Regions from separate parts of the Mus musculus genome. Here all the other regions are linked to region 1. Evidence: chromatin contacts called from public HiChIP or PLAC-seq and Micro-C data. All regions are on one chromosome and are shown on one strand. The core of a region is the stretch at or near the end of the contact, and the rest is flanking DNA. Distances in the headings are between cores, read along the strand shown. Region 1 has its middle 79 kb from the start of Opa1. Region 2 overlaps Mb21d2 (Mab-21 domain containing 2). Region 3 has its middle 14 kb from the start of Mb21d2. Region 4 holds the start of Lrrc15 (leucine rich repeat containing 15). Region 5 has its middle 6.5 kb from the start of Gm26562.

What was found. Hi-C and Micro-C count contacts between places; a contact is called where the count stands out from the background. HiChIP or PLAC-seq counts read pairs in DNA pulled down with a chosen protein or histone mark.
Region 2: a contact with region 1 is called in an H3K27ac HiChIP or PLAC-seq map of embryonic stem cells, with 4 times the contacts expected there. The contact joins two enhancer-like sites. A contact is called at or near these places in 1 of 115 datasets of contacts at active chromatin or transcription factors (embryonic stem cells) and 1 of 9 other capture datasets (embryonic stem cells).
Region 3: a Micro-C map of embryonic stem cells shows a contact between it and region 1, with 5 times the contacts expected there. The contact joins two enhancer-like sites. A contact is called at or near these places in 1 of 484 Hi-C or Micro-C datasets (embryonic stem cells) and 1 of 115 datasets of contacts at active chromatin or transcription factors (bone marrow-derived macrophages).
Region 4: a Micro-C map of embryonic stem cells shows a contact between it and region 1, with 4 times the contacts expected there. The contact joins the promoter of Lrrc15 here to the enhancer-like site in region 1. A contact is called at or near these places in 7 of 39 promoter capture datasets (HPC-7-derived erythroid cells, embryonic stem cells, hippocampal neurons and 2 more), 2 of 484 Hi-C or Micro-C datasets (bone marrow-derived macrophages and embryonic stem cells), 4 of 115 datasets of contacts at active chromatin or transcription factors (embryonic basal ganglia, embryonic stem cells and pancreatic cancer cells) and 1 of 9 other capture datasets (embryonic stem cells).
Region 5: a contact with region 1 is called in an H3K27ac HiChIP or PLAC-seq map of differentiating embryonic stem cells, with 7 times the contacts expected there. The contact joins two enhancer-like sites. A contact is called at or near these places in 5 of 484 Hi-C or Micro-C datasets (bone marrow-derived macrophages, embryonic stem cells, liver and 1 more) and 16 of 115 datasets of contacts at active chromatin or transcription factors (craniofacial prominence, differentiating embryonic stem cells, embryonic basal ganglia and 8 more).

Annotation. Positions count from the first base shown.
Region 1 is chr16:29,656,769-29,659,368 of GRCm38.p6, forward strand. It overlaps a transcript of Opa1 not described here. Among named protein-coding and RNA genes, the nearest start is that of Opa1, 79 kb to the left of the region's middle. Within about 2 kb of position 1,308, at least 68 of the 459 cell types and tissues checked have an H3K27ac peak or open chromatin away from gene starts, as enhancers often do. A contact at or near this core is called in differentiating embryonic stem cells, embryonic basal ganglia, embryonic stem cells and 1 more, where this site is marked.
Region 2 is chr16:28,878,520-28,881,119 of GRCm38.p6, forward strand. All of the region lies in intron 1 of Mb21d2 (Mab-21 domain containing 2), which reads right to left. Among named protein-coding and RNA genes, the nearest start is that of Mb21d2, 50 kb to the right of the region's middle. Within about 2 kb of position 1,317, at least 56 of the 459 cell types and tissues checked have an H3K27ac peak or open chromatin away from gene starts, as enhancers often do. A contact at or near this core is called in embryonic stem cells, where this site is marked.
Region 3 is chr16:28,942,103-28,944,702 of GRCm38.p6, forward strand. No RefSeq gene overlaps it. Among named protein-coding and RNA genes, the nearest start is that of Mb21d2, 14 kb to the left of the region's middle. Within about 2 kb of position 1,324, at least 4 of the 459 cell types and tissues checked have an H3K27ac peak or open chromatin away from gene starts, as enhancers often do. A contact at or near this core is called in embryonic stem cells, where this site is marked.
Region 4 is chr16:30,281,960-30,284,559 of GRCm38.p6, forward strand. Lrrc15 (leucine rich repeat containing 15) reads right to left here and starts at 1,295. Exons shown (of 2, transcript NM_028973.2): 1 at 1,209-1,295.
Region 5 is chr16:30,211,814-30,214,413 of GRCm38.p6, forward strand. No RefSeq gene overlaps it. Among named protein-coding and RNA genes, the nearest start is that of Gm26562, 6.5 kb to the left of the region's middle. Within about 2 kb of position 1,303, at least 19 of the 459 cell types and tissues checked have an H3K27ac peak or open chromatin away from gene starts, as enhancers often do. A contact at or near this core is called in differentiating embryonic stem cells, where this site is marked.

The sequences.
Region 1 (2,600 bases), core at 58-2,557:
TGCCTGTGACACTTGGTTGAGAATACTCAAATCCAGAGCAACGGGTCCAATATGTGTTGGGTTTTGTAGCTTTATCGCTAGCAGAACTGTTCCCATTTTATGGATGTACAGCAATTTGTGACGTTGACAAAATAAGACTTAAGGAAGCCAGTCCGATTAACAAACCACTTTCCAGAGTAGCTCCTCTACAAAGTTCTCGGAGGAAGGAAAGTGATGGCGTGTGAGGTATTGGGAGCTCGGTACACGATACACAGAAATGGCGAGATGAGCTCGTCGTTTGAACAGATGGCTCAGAGAATTCACCGAGAAGCTGGCTGTGCTTCGGGAATTGTTCTCAGCAGAGCTGTGCTGTGTGGCTGCAGTGGGCAGGACTCAGGTCAGGTTTGGAGTTCCCATCAGCCCTGGGCTGCCTGTGCTGTGTGGTTTCACTGTGTGAATTTCCATGTCTCTTCTACAGATCTTCATCTTTCTGAGTTAACATCCTAAGATACACTTATTTTTATCTCAGTTTTTAAGACTTTCTCTCTCTCTCTCTCTCTCTCTCTCTCTCTCTCTCTCTCTCTCTTACTTAAGAATCTTAGCGTTTTTGAAAGGAAAGGTGCTAACCGAAGCCTGAACAATTTCAACTAAATGTATTTCCAGAAATCTCTTATACACCCCTTAGTTCTCTTGCTTTGAGAAATGTCAGATTTCTCAAGCCTTAATATGGAAATGGCAATTTTTTCCTGCCAAGACTCATATGTCTTTCAGATATTCTCAGAGGCTCTCAGCATAAACACAAAGCCACTCCCTCTTTTATGTCCTCTTTCCAAACATCTTGACACATTTGCATTCTTGCTAATTATACTAATTACTATAGTCCTAGCTGAATCAAGATCATAGAGTGTAATTTTATTCATGTGGCGTGAGGCTTTGGGACTGGGACGTTCTCCCCATGGGCGCCCCCTTTGGTGCGGTTCACCAGCTGTGTACTCTGATTGGCTGGGCTTTTGATGCGCAGATCATACAAGTTGGTCACAAACTTGTGTACAATGCGGCTGTTCTGGTTCATGTGAAAATCAACATCCTTTTGTTGTGTAAGCGGGTGACAGGATGCTGCAATACTATTAGCATTTGCAAAGAGGGTGCTCCGAGCTAGGGCGGCAGCACGGATCCCGGCTGCTCAGTTTGTGTCGCTCCATTATGTAAAAGATACAAAGAAACTGAAGGCTGGCAAAGGCCTGTCAAATCTTGTAATGTAGTGCGACCCCCAAACTCTCCTTGGCCTCCGAGCAGCTCTTGTTCCCTGTCCCACCCCTTTCTCTGAATGGGCACTGAGGTAGGTAAATGAATTCAGTGCCTGGTGGGCGGGGGTTCCTGGCTGACCTCACTCCTGTACTGTTTGTTTGCGGGCTTGTAGGGGGAGAGGAGGACATTTTGGAATCCTTTGTGTCAAATCATTTTCTTGCAGGTTGGGGAGTTAATGGTAACTTTGTCTGAGGCCAGCCAAGCAGAAAGCCTGTGCAGATGAGGCGTGGCATGTTCAACCTCCAAAAAAAAAAAAAAAAAAGCAGGATGAGAATATGGAAATGGGCAACTTTCTAGAGCAGATGGATATGCTGCAGGTCGGCATGTTCAGCATCTGCTGCTGGGAGGCTTAAGATTTGCCTTGTGTTTCTACATAGGGGATTTCTTTACCCCTGAGTTACTATGGCTTTTGTACTGGTGCCTATGGGTGTGTGTGTGTGTGTGTCTGTGTGTCTGTGTGTCTGTGTGTGTGTCTGTGTGTGGTTGTGTATGTGTGTGTGGTTGTGTATGTGGAGTAACTGAGTGTGTGTCTCTGTATGTTTGTGAGTGACTCTGTGTGTGTCTCTCTGTGTGTGTGTCCTAGTACCTTACTAAGTGGATAGGGTGTGGTATGATGAAAGAACTCCTTTTTGTTTTTTAAAACCCTTGGGTTTTCTTTTTATGCCTTAAAGACACACTATAGCTTTAGAGCCCTGCTGGCTCATATTTTGCAGCAGTGATGCCCAAAGAAGCTGTTTGCGCAGCTAGAGCTATGATTGAACTGGCTCCTGGTTCCAGGGAATTCCGTTCTGTCCCTGCAAGACTCAGGCCCAAGGGCTCAGGCCATTGCCTCCACGAGCAGGCAACTTGTAAGGGAAGCTGGGGGTTGGAAGAGTCATGTGAAGTCCCCTTATTTTTAAATGCTCGAAGATATGTTTTGAGATCAAGACGCACGTGTGTCACAGTGTCTACACACAGCATGCTGCCCACCCATGAGTCACAGTCTGTCTGTCTGTCTGTCTGTGCACGTGGGTGCCCCTACAGCTCTGACAGCAGGACTTCTAGCCATCTTGGTTGGAGATGCAGCTTTATTAGGTCTGGAGGAAGATTATTCATTAAATAACTGCTGCGTTCCAGATATCAAACATACCGCCCTGCTAACTTTTACACCTCCTTCATGTAAGCATTATCAGCATCTTACCAGCAGGCTACTGACTGGGGTTGTACAACGTGCACAGCTAGCTAGCTGCCAAGGTCTCTGAGGGAGCCCATGTGAGTGTGGCTGCAAAAGTCTGAAAGAGCAACTATAGAAATGGCTAGGCACGCCCTCAGAG
Region 2 (2,600 bases), core at 67-2,566, 780 kb before region 1:
GCAAGTTCAGAAACAGCCAGGGCTATGCAGAGAATCCCTGTCTTAAAAAAAAAAAAAAAAAAAAAAACTAAAGAAAAAAAGAAAGAAAGAGGTGTGGGACAGAGAGAGGGGGGAGGATAGGAAAAAAGGGAGGGGAGGATGAAGGAAGGAGGGAGGGAAGAGAGAGAGAAATAGAGAAAAAAGAAAAATCACAGAAGATATGAACTTGGGATGGTCACAGAGTAAGGAGCGTTGGGAGGGGGTAATGGTGGATAGACAGGGCAGAGATGATCATCCACTTTATACATGTGTGGAATTGTCAAAGAATAAAAACTGTTTTAAAATTTTAACCAGACTATATTCCCTTTACAGTTTTTCCTTTTATCCATAATATTTATTGTATTACATTTTAAAGCCATAATTTCTGTGCTATTCTTATTGCTTATTTCCCTATCCTAAAATGACTAAGATCTAAGACACCAGAAGGTCCATCTCTATTTTGTTCGAAGGAGCTTAGAATAATTCCAGGCACAGGGCTGGAGATAGCTCAGTCAAGGGGGAAAGAGCTTGCACCGCCTACATGGGGAGCCGGGTCCAATCCCTAGACTCCACAGGAAAGCCAGGCGTGGTGACTCACACCTGGAATTCCAGCTTTGGAGGAGGATGGCTGTCCAGCCTAACCCAGGATCAGGCCAGACAGAGACCCTGTCTGGGGAAACAAGGTAATCAAGAAACACAGTCTCCTGGTGAACAAGCAGGCCTCCATGAGGAATGATAATCAAGGCCGCCCTCTGGCCTCCTCATGCAAGTGTACACACGTGTCTATGCACACACAAAGCGATGGAAGTTCCTAACACGAAAGAGGCCTTTAAATATTTGCTGAATGAATAACTGAACTGACACCAACAGAACTATTACGTCGCAAAATAACTTCCTGGACTCCACTGAACCAGACTAGGCGTAGAGATACCATCTCATCTCCTGGAGGGCAGACATTACGATATATGAAAGGGCTGAGACGACCCCACGTGATTAAGCAGAGCCGCAGAGACTTAAATAGACACGGGCAGGGTGTTTCAACACAGACTGCAAGGGATCCCTCCCGTGGACTCTTCTCGTTGAGGTGCAAAGCTCTCAGACATGGTGTCCACCAACCACACGCCTCAGTTCCTAACCATGTAGGCTGTGTGTGATGACCTGGATGTGTTTTAATGATGGGTGTGAACACATCTATATTCCGGAGAAGAATGCTGCCTGCTCTCAAGTCTCTGCTCGCCTCAACCCACCCAGGTACACTTAATGTCTGGAAACCTTTGGCCTCCAGCACAGCCCCTCCCAGAGCTGATTCAGCTCTGCGTGCGGCCTCCTGACAGAGCAGGGGGAGCCCCACCCAGCTCTGCGTTACTCCTCTAGCCCTAAATCTGCTGCTCTATACAGTAACCCAAGGTGGTAAGAATCAGTCCAGTACTACCGAGTATGTCCCAGAGTGTCTAAATCACAGGTCTGAGCTAAGGAACCCCACAGTGTTTTCCTCTGGACCACCATGACTTTGCCACTGTAAGTCACATTAAAATACCTTGTATACTCTAGCTTCTGAGCTCATGGTGTGACGTTCAAGCGCATAGTCCGCAGTTGGACCAAGCTTATCAACCCACTGTCAGCTATGTAACCCGTTCACACTTTTTCCCTTATCCCAAATGGGTGATAACGGTCACACCCACAGAGTAGGGTAATTATGAAGATCAATGAACCTCTGGGAAATCTCAAGGACCTATGAAACACACACACACACACACACACACACACACACATGCACACACACTCAAAAATACCGCTCCTGCAAAGAAAAATGTGGTCAGTTACCAGATACACCAGAAACACCATGCCAAGTAAAAGGAGGCAGACACACAGGAGGCTGCGTATGGCATGAATCATAAGTCTAGTAGGCAAGATGTTCAGAAGAGAGGGATTCTGTCTTTAAAAGTCGACTAGAAACTGCCAGTTGTTGTTGCCAAGGCTTGCCTGGGGGGAGGAGAGAAGAGGATGCTAATCGCAGGGATGGATAACAGCAACGGACCATTCTGTGGCTATACTAAAGCTATTGTCTGGCGCTTTAAAATAAAGAGACGCCTTTAAAGGTAGTATTCTCCTACGAGCTCCAAGAGGGCAATATTAAAATCTCCTCCCAATTCGCCCTCAAGTGTCCAACACAAAGCAAGACAAACTGAATGTCAAATAAATCAAGTACCCAGTGACAGCTGTGGAGCCAGAGTTTTCGAGGAAATATCAACAGACTTGAACAGCGGAGCAGCTCAGAGGAACGTATAGCCAGTGTGGGCAAAGTTTTATCCAGCCCCAGGCGTTTGGGGTAGCGCCAAGCCAGGATTGATTCACTGCAGTTGGGGTCAGGGGCACAGTCTGCCAACAGTGGGAAGGATCAAAGCAGAACAAGGTCAAACTAGTCCAGGGAAGGAACAAACCTCCCCCATCTTCTCTTCCCAAGTCAGGGACATTGATGGCTCCTACTGCATGGGTTCTATGGGGCAGACGTACTCATGTGGTCTCTGCTAGGAATGTGAATGAACTGGGGGAAGGGGGGTTTGAGGGGGGCGGCTGTCTGC
Region 3 (2,600 bases), core at 74-2,573, 710 kb before region 1:
GCCAGGTAGTCATAACAAGACAGATGTAGCAATGGGTCATCATAATAAGGTAGCTAGAACAACCTTTTGAAACAAAGGTAGGTTTGCAAGATGGTTATTAACTTTTTGAAACAAACACATGGTTGTCATTCCTGGAGCAGGCAAAAATGGTACATGTACCAATGTTACAGAACCATTTGTCATTAAAGTCATAGGTGAGGTGTAGCCTACCTAATCCTTGATAAACAGGCCTTTAAGCCAAAGAGAGAGGCAGGATGGATATTCAAAACAAATAGCGAAAACCATGCAGCCAAAACCAGCCTGGAACTTGCTCTGTAGACTAGGCTGGCTTGGAACTCACCTCTGGATCCTCTTGTGTGCTAGGATGAAAGAATATGGCATTTTCAATGGCATTCTTTTTTTTTTTTTAACACCTCTTTACCACAACAAACGCTTATTGAGACTGTATCGTATGCAGTTTCCTTGCTTGACACTGAGGACACAAAAGATTCTTGTCCTACTGGATCCTACATGCCAGGTCAATCATTTAATCACAAACTGGCGTTATTTACTAAATTTAATCTCTGTCTGTAACAGCTTCTTCTAGAAAGCCAGATCGATAACACACCTACATGAAGAGATTTCGTTTTTTTAAAAAATTGGCTCATCGGCTGTGAGGACTGACAAGTCCAACCTGCTATACCAGGCAAGTCTGGAACTGGTGGGGCAGAAGCAGGCTGGGAACACATCACACTGCATGCTGTGTGATTCCCTGCTGCAAATCTCGGGTGTTGTCTTCAGAACCTCTCAGCTGGCTGAATATGATCCATCTACACTGTATAGGTCCTGCTCCCCACACTGAAAGCTGCACTCCTATATGGACTGAGTAACTAAACGGGATATCATGAAAATTTTGACAATAAAGTGTTTCTGAGCACAGAGCAACCAAAAGTAAGTTAAAATCAAACTCCTACTAAATTCCCAGTATTTGTAACAGCATTCTCCCAGGTTACTTCATGTAACTTCACTTCTCCCTTGGTTCTGAGCATGTAAGACTCTGGCGAGCCTTAGCTTACTGGGGACCCCTTGAGTGAACCACGTAGGGATCGATACAAGAAGCAAGAGGAATTTATTGTTCCAGTGCACTGGGGTCATCCCAGACCCGAAGGAGAGACAGCAACCCCATGCTGCTCATTTAGTGAGCTATTTATACAGTTTTCAGGGCAGCAGCCATTAGGCACAATGTGATTGGCAGAACAGTGTGACTTTTTAAACTGATTGGTCTTTAGGTGGCAAGAACTTCCCTTGTCTGAAGGTGGGCAATGGTCAGTCCTGTGGAATGTGTCCTCACCTGCAGGTTGGTCCCCGCCCCCCACTGTGGTCTGAGGAATGCTAATTAGCCTCTCCCTTAGGGGGGGAGGGGCAAGTGTTCCATGACTTTCCCAAAGTTCCTGAGCTAACCTTTTCAAGCACACAAAAGTGCTTTGCAATGAGCAGGCTTTCACACCTAGCAACACGGACAAACTGCTTGAAACACCCTGACTCAGATTTAAAACCATTGCCAGGATGTAATTTGTAATGAATATGTGATAGTTGCAATCGAATTTTATTTGGCTTTATTGAAAAACCAAATCATGAAACTTGCAGGAAAATGGATGGGTCAGGAAACTATTATAGTCCAGGCAATAACCCAGACTCTGTTGGAAAGACAAAAAACCACATCTTCTCTTTCCTATGCAGATCCCACAGTGTTTATTTGGATGTAATGGGTATGAGTGGACTATACTCTGTGGACCTGGAAAGGGGGCTGCAAGAGAGTATTGGACGGAGAAGAGGCTTTGAGCAAGGGATGGGAACACAGACAGAGCTTGCTCTAAGTGCCAGGACTCAGATAGGCAACCATCGCATGGTAAAAGCTCTGCTGTTTTAACTGCATACTCAGTTTTCTGCTCTTACAGAAACACAATGGTTTTGTTACAGAAAATAAAGACTTTTTAATATTTTTCCACCATCATGCCTCAGCATGTAAATGTCAAATTCATATATCTTTGGATGGGATTGGACTGACTTGAGTGTTTAATTTTAAAAATTGCTGTTTGATCCGCTAACTTTGGGTTTCATGAAAACTCGTGAAATGAATTTTGCCTTGGGATTAAGGCAGAATCTCCCACAATTTCCGAAATGTCCCTAACACATTTCTGCCATGTTTTTTATTTTGTTTTTTTTATGAGAAGCAATGTTCTCAGCATTGATGATTATAAAATCAAAATATCAATTAACTCTGAAAAACAACCTGCAGGATCAAATATTCAGCCGAGATTTACTTCTTTATGTAGAAATCAACAAGCACAACCGTCTCATTAGTATGCAAATTTGTTTTCATGTTTCATAAACGGTAAAATTACATGGATACTCAAGATTTGCCTTAGAACAAATTTCTTGGTGATTTATTATCAATACAGGTTTGACTTATGTACCTATTTTGTATACCTGAGCTCATGTGGAAATGCCTTGCATAAAAGAGGATCATAGCAGAAATGTTTGGGAGAGCATTCATGTAGGGCGACTGCCTTGAACTCAAATCATTGTAGATGTTAACTATGTTTACAAAATATTCATCC
Region 4 (2,600 bases), core at 45-2,544, 630 kb after region 1:
CTTTTCCACAGCTCACTCCTCTTCATTTTGGGCAGAGACACAGATAAGGGGTGAGATTAAAACCCACCCAGTTTGTGCGTGGTAGTATATGCCTTTAATCCTAGCACTTGGGAAGTAGGGTAAGAGGATCTCTGTGAGTTTGGGGCCAGCCTGGTCTACATAGTGGGACCCTGTCTTAAAACCAAACAAAACAAACTCACCTAGTCAGCTGTGGTTATAGCTAAGTAGTAGACTGCTTGTTTAGCATGCTTGAGATCCTGAGTTTGATCCTCAGCACCAAAATACATACAAATAAACATACATACATACATACATACATACATACATACATACATACATACCGACACCTGATTTTTTTTCTTGGTTTTTCGAGACAGGGTTTCTCTGTATAGCCCTGGCTGTCCTGGAACTCACTTTGTAGACCAGGCTGGCCTTGAACTCAGAAATCTGCCTGCCTCTGCCTCCTAAATGCTGGGATTAAAGGCGTGCGCCACCACGACCAGCGAGACACCTGATTCTTATCACAAACCTACCTCCAGCATCTCCCTCCCAAAGGCATCAGCCCTGGACCCTGTGACACATCTAGATGATCAGAATGGGATCATCTAAGCTACACACAGAGTTAGAACCTGGACACTTAAAACTTCAACTGGGTTCCAAATTGGCACTCCTGACTAGAGACTGCATATCCGCCTGAGTCCAGCAGTATAAATGTAACACTGTAAATCTACCACAAGTAGAGGGCCGATTTCTCCCAGGCAGAAACCTTGTGAGTTCACCATCCTGGACAGATCTATATGCAGAGTCCCCTTTAAGTGGCTACCTCTGTAGGCTCAATGGAAATGATACAGGTTCCAACAGCCAGAACCTTAGAGAAACTCCTGCCCTTGTGGATCTGGTCTCCCGGAGTAGGTAAACCGGGTGCTTCAGTTAACTTTCAACCAATTTCCTGCAGGTCAAAAGCTCTCCCCGCTGCACTCCAGGCTCACTTCACAGACCATAAAGTCAAGGAAAGCGAAACAGGGCATCAAGATTCACAGCTAGACACTAGGACCGGCTCACCCAGCTCCTGCGCGGGCTGGACCAGTCCAGGTCCTCAGAGCATCCCAGGCACGCGCCAGCCCTGCTCCTTGTAGAGTCTCGGGATCCTATCGTCAACCGGGATGTGGGGCGCGGCCGGGATGGGGGGTGGGCGGGCACCCACTTACCAGCAGCTCCACGAGGCTGCCGGGTCAATAAGAAGGAGGCGGCGAGGAGAGGAGGCGGAGGACCGGACCGGCTCAAGACTGCAGCATGAGTGAGGGCCTTCTGGGTCCTCCCTGTCATTTAAACAGCCCCTCGTGAGTCACCGCACGGGGCAGTGTCGGCCTGCGGGGCGGGGCAACCTCTGGGAGCATCATCAGGGAATTGTGTTCAAGTTGAAGGGGCGTTCATCGACTGCACTTGAAAATAAGTTTCTTCTTTGCCTCTCCTTCCCCATCTCCTTCGGACTCGCTGTGTCCAGTGTGACACTGGAAAGGGGTTTTCTGCCACCGCAGTAGGACTGAGTAACTGGGACCCAGCTCTTGCCTTAGGCACCAGTTCAGGTTGTGATTGAAGTCGGGCTTTCTGTGACCTTTTAGTCCACTCTCTGCTTCCTTCTCCATCCCCCTTCCTTTTCTCCCCCAGCCCCGAATTCTAAAATTTGTATATAGAAATAACTCCAATTTTAGAGAAAATATGCAAGAACATTATAAGGCACACTCGAATGTGTCATCCAATTCAGCCACTGCTAATATTTTGGAAAAGGCATTTAAGTTCTTAGGAAAAATATAGTTCCCTCCACCATATCTCTTTTAAAAGTAGCATTTCATGTCCCTCCGAGGTTATCTTCTGTACCTATGCTGCTGCTCCTGGGTGCGTGCAGGATATGTTCCTGGGCTGTGAAGGTGGTGACTGAGAACGAGGGCTTGTCTGCCTTTCACCTCTGTACCACAGCATGCCCTGATTCCCTACCTTCCCACGGTCCCTACCCCAGTAGGAAACCAGGAGACCATGCTGGTTCTATTCAAAGTGTCCCAGAGAGAGCCGGAGGAAGAGGGTAGAGGAGTCACGGCTGGGGAGGGGGCCGTCAGACCTCTGCTTAACAAAGCATTTAAAGGTTGTAGCTGCCTTGGCTCCGTTTACCTTCTCCGCCTAGTGGCCAGAACAATGCCTGCACCCACCGGGCAGCTCCTGGAATGCGAGAGCCTTAATTAATGTTTGCAGGGCGCTTTGAGATCTGCGATGAAAGGAGAGACATAAAAGTGCAGTGTTATTACTGAGACAGTCACTTGGTGGCTTACCGTGGTCAAGCCCTGCTGCCTGAATCATGCCTTGCCGGTGTCACCATGAATCACAGCCAGAAACAAAAGTGCTCTGGCTATTAACCGAGGAGAGCGCTGCCGCCACACCCCAGTCCCAGCTCCCCCACCTTAGCATCCTATCCCACTACGATTCCACAGAAGAGCATCTTCCTTCTTGCTGTCAACCTTTGGAGCCTCCGCATCTTTTGTTTGTTTGTTTTTTGTTTTTGTTTTTGTTTTTGTTTTTTTGAGACAGGGTTTCTCTGTGTAGCCCTG
Region 5 (2,600 bases), core at 53-2,552, 560 kb after region 1:
TGGAATATAGATTTTAGTAACAATTCAGGAGTATCAGAGGACAGGCGTTAGCAACATAGATGTTCTGGAGTGGCCCAGCCATTGTGCTGATTAAGGCGTGTGTGTGTGTGTGTGTGTGTGTGTGTGTGTGTGTGTTTCATTCATGAATCCAGAATACCAAAGCAGGTAGCAAAGAACTCATGCCATAACTGCTACACTAGCCTGCCTCCATTTCAGGCTTAAAACCCTTCCTCCGGTAAAGACAAACTAGGTTCTTGACTGTTTATGGTTAAACCTCTGCTTCTCAAGGATTGGACTATACCCCATCTGAAACCTTAACATGCAGGTGGTTCTGTACTGCCTGTTACAGGAAACTGCAACCAAGTCTTTGTTTCAAAAAGTTACTGAAACCATCTTGTTTCCCTACTTTTGTTTCAAACGTTTGTCATTGCTACCTTGAATTAATGCCTGTTGTTGCAACCTCCTTGCAATCCTGTCTTTGTTTCGGGAGATCATTGTGACTAACTTGTGCTTAAGCTCTAGTCCTGTAACCCTATTTTGCCTACCAAATCCCTCATTTGGAAACCCCCTACCTCTGAGCTATAAAGACCTTGTCTTCCTTGTGTCCAGTGGTGATCTCCTGATCCCCACCTTTAGGGGGAGACAGTTGTGTACATGAATTTTTAAAAAGCTTGCTTCAATTAATTGCTTGATTTAATTAATTTGGTCATAATAATTTGAGCCAGGGGCCTTTCTGCTCGAATCTGTAAAATTAGCACCACGCCACTGCTTATTGAGGAAATCATCTCTGTCAGGATTTCCATCAGTCTTGGGAGGCAGTAAAGGCACCCTTAGTGGACATCCCTAAAATATTTCAAAAAGGAGTCATAATTCTGTGTGTCATCTCAACTGGACTAAGGACTGGCCAGATATCTGGTAAGATATCTATCTATGTCTGTGTGAGTATAACACCAGTAGGCTGAATAAAACCACCCCTCCCTGTGTGGTAAGCACCCTCCAGTCCATTGGGGACCCACATAAAACCACATAAGGAAGAGGACAAACTCCACTCTAGAGCGAGACATCCTAGACACTGGCTCTCCCGGTTCCGGGCCTTGGGTATGGATCAGGATTTACACTATCACTAACCAGATGTCGGCTCCACCCCCATTCTCTGTATCTGAACTGAACGCCAGCTCTGCTTCTCCTGCTCCCTCCAGGAAGACTGAGAGCGAAGGGAAAAGCATCAGCTCAGGACCTCCAGGACCCAATTCTCAGCACAAAGGAGATTGATTTGCCCCAGAAGGACAGAGGGCAGGGGATAAAAGACAAAGGCAGGAGAGAGAGGAGGTGGGAGAGGGGAAGGAAACAAGGAAGAGGGGGAGGGAGTACTTATCCCAGAGGGACAAAGAACTGCCTCTGGATAGAGAGGAGACAGATGTAGTGCATAGGAAAATGGCAGTTTATAAAAGTAAAATGGGAAACCCTGTGTCAGGATGAGGTGTTTAATTTTAATTGGGCATGTTAATCAGGTGAGCCAAAGATGTCTTTTTGATTGTTGAACTTTATTGCTTTGATAGCTGGACCTCCGGTAGTCACACTCCGGAGTGGGGAGTAGCCAAATAAGGGAATGGATCTCGGGGCTAGTTATTCTTAACCTTAAGAATGTGATCTAACGGGTTTTAGTGAGACAGAGGGGATGGGGAGAAAGTCAAGACCTGCCAGAACCATGTTTGCTATGCTGGAGCTGGCTAGAGTCCCTTGGGTGAGATTTGTATTTCCATAACTGCATGAGATAACTTGTAGAATAGGCACAGATATGCGCGCATGTGCACACATACACACACACACACACACACACACACACTTGCACCTAATAATGCTTCCATTTCTCTGACTAGAATTTACATTTAAATTACTGTAATACTGTCATTGTCACACAGATTGGAAAGGAAAACCAGGGCCTGGTGAGATGGCTCAGCGGTTAAGAGCACTGTCTGCTGTTCCAGAGGCCCTGAGCTCAATTCCCAGCAATCACATGGTGGCTCACAGCCCTCTGTAATGAGATCTGATGCCCTCTTCTGGTATGTCTGGACACAGCAACATATGCATAAAATAAAGAAAAAAAAGGAAGAAAGGAAGAAAGGAAGGAAGGAAGGAAGGAAGGAAGGAAGGAAGGAAGGAAGGAAGGAAGGAAGGAAGGAAAGAAAGAAGGGAAACCCAAATTGGCTTTCACTGAAATAAATAAACATGAAAATGTTTTCTTTTCCTCCGTTTCCTCATAGAAAGTAACACAATGCAGGGCCTTGGAGAACAAGACCTTCCAGACCACAAAGCACGCTCTTTCTCTCCATGGACCAGTGGACTATCGCACTGCTCCCATGAGGTGTGAAGACAGAATGCGTCCTGCTCAATACCTAAGGAATCAGGCTACAACTGCCACCTAAGCTGACAGCTTACACTCCTGTGACAGAGTGGCTGGAACATAAATAAATATAGTCTGAAGGGCAGGAAGAGAAGAAGAAATGGTGTGAGCAGGTCTCTGCCTTGGAGTTTTAACCATGAGCTTTTTATCAACATGCAGAAAGAGGGCAGGCAAGATGACTCACTAGGCAAAGGCC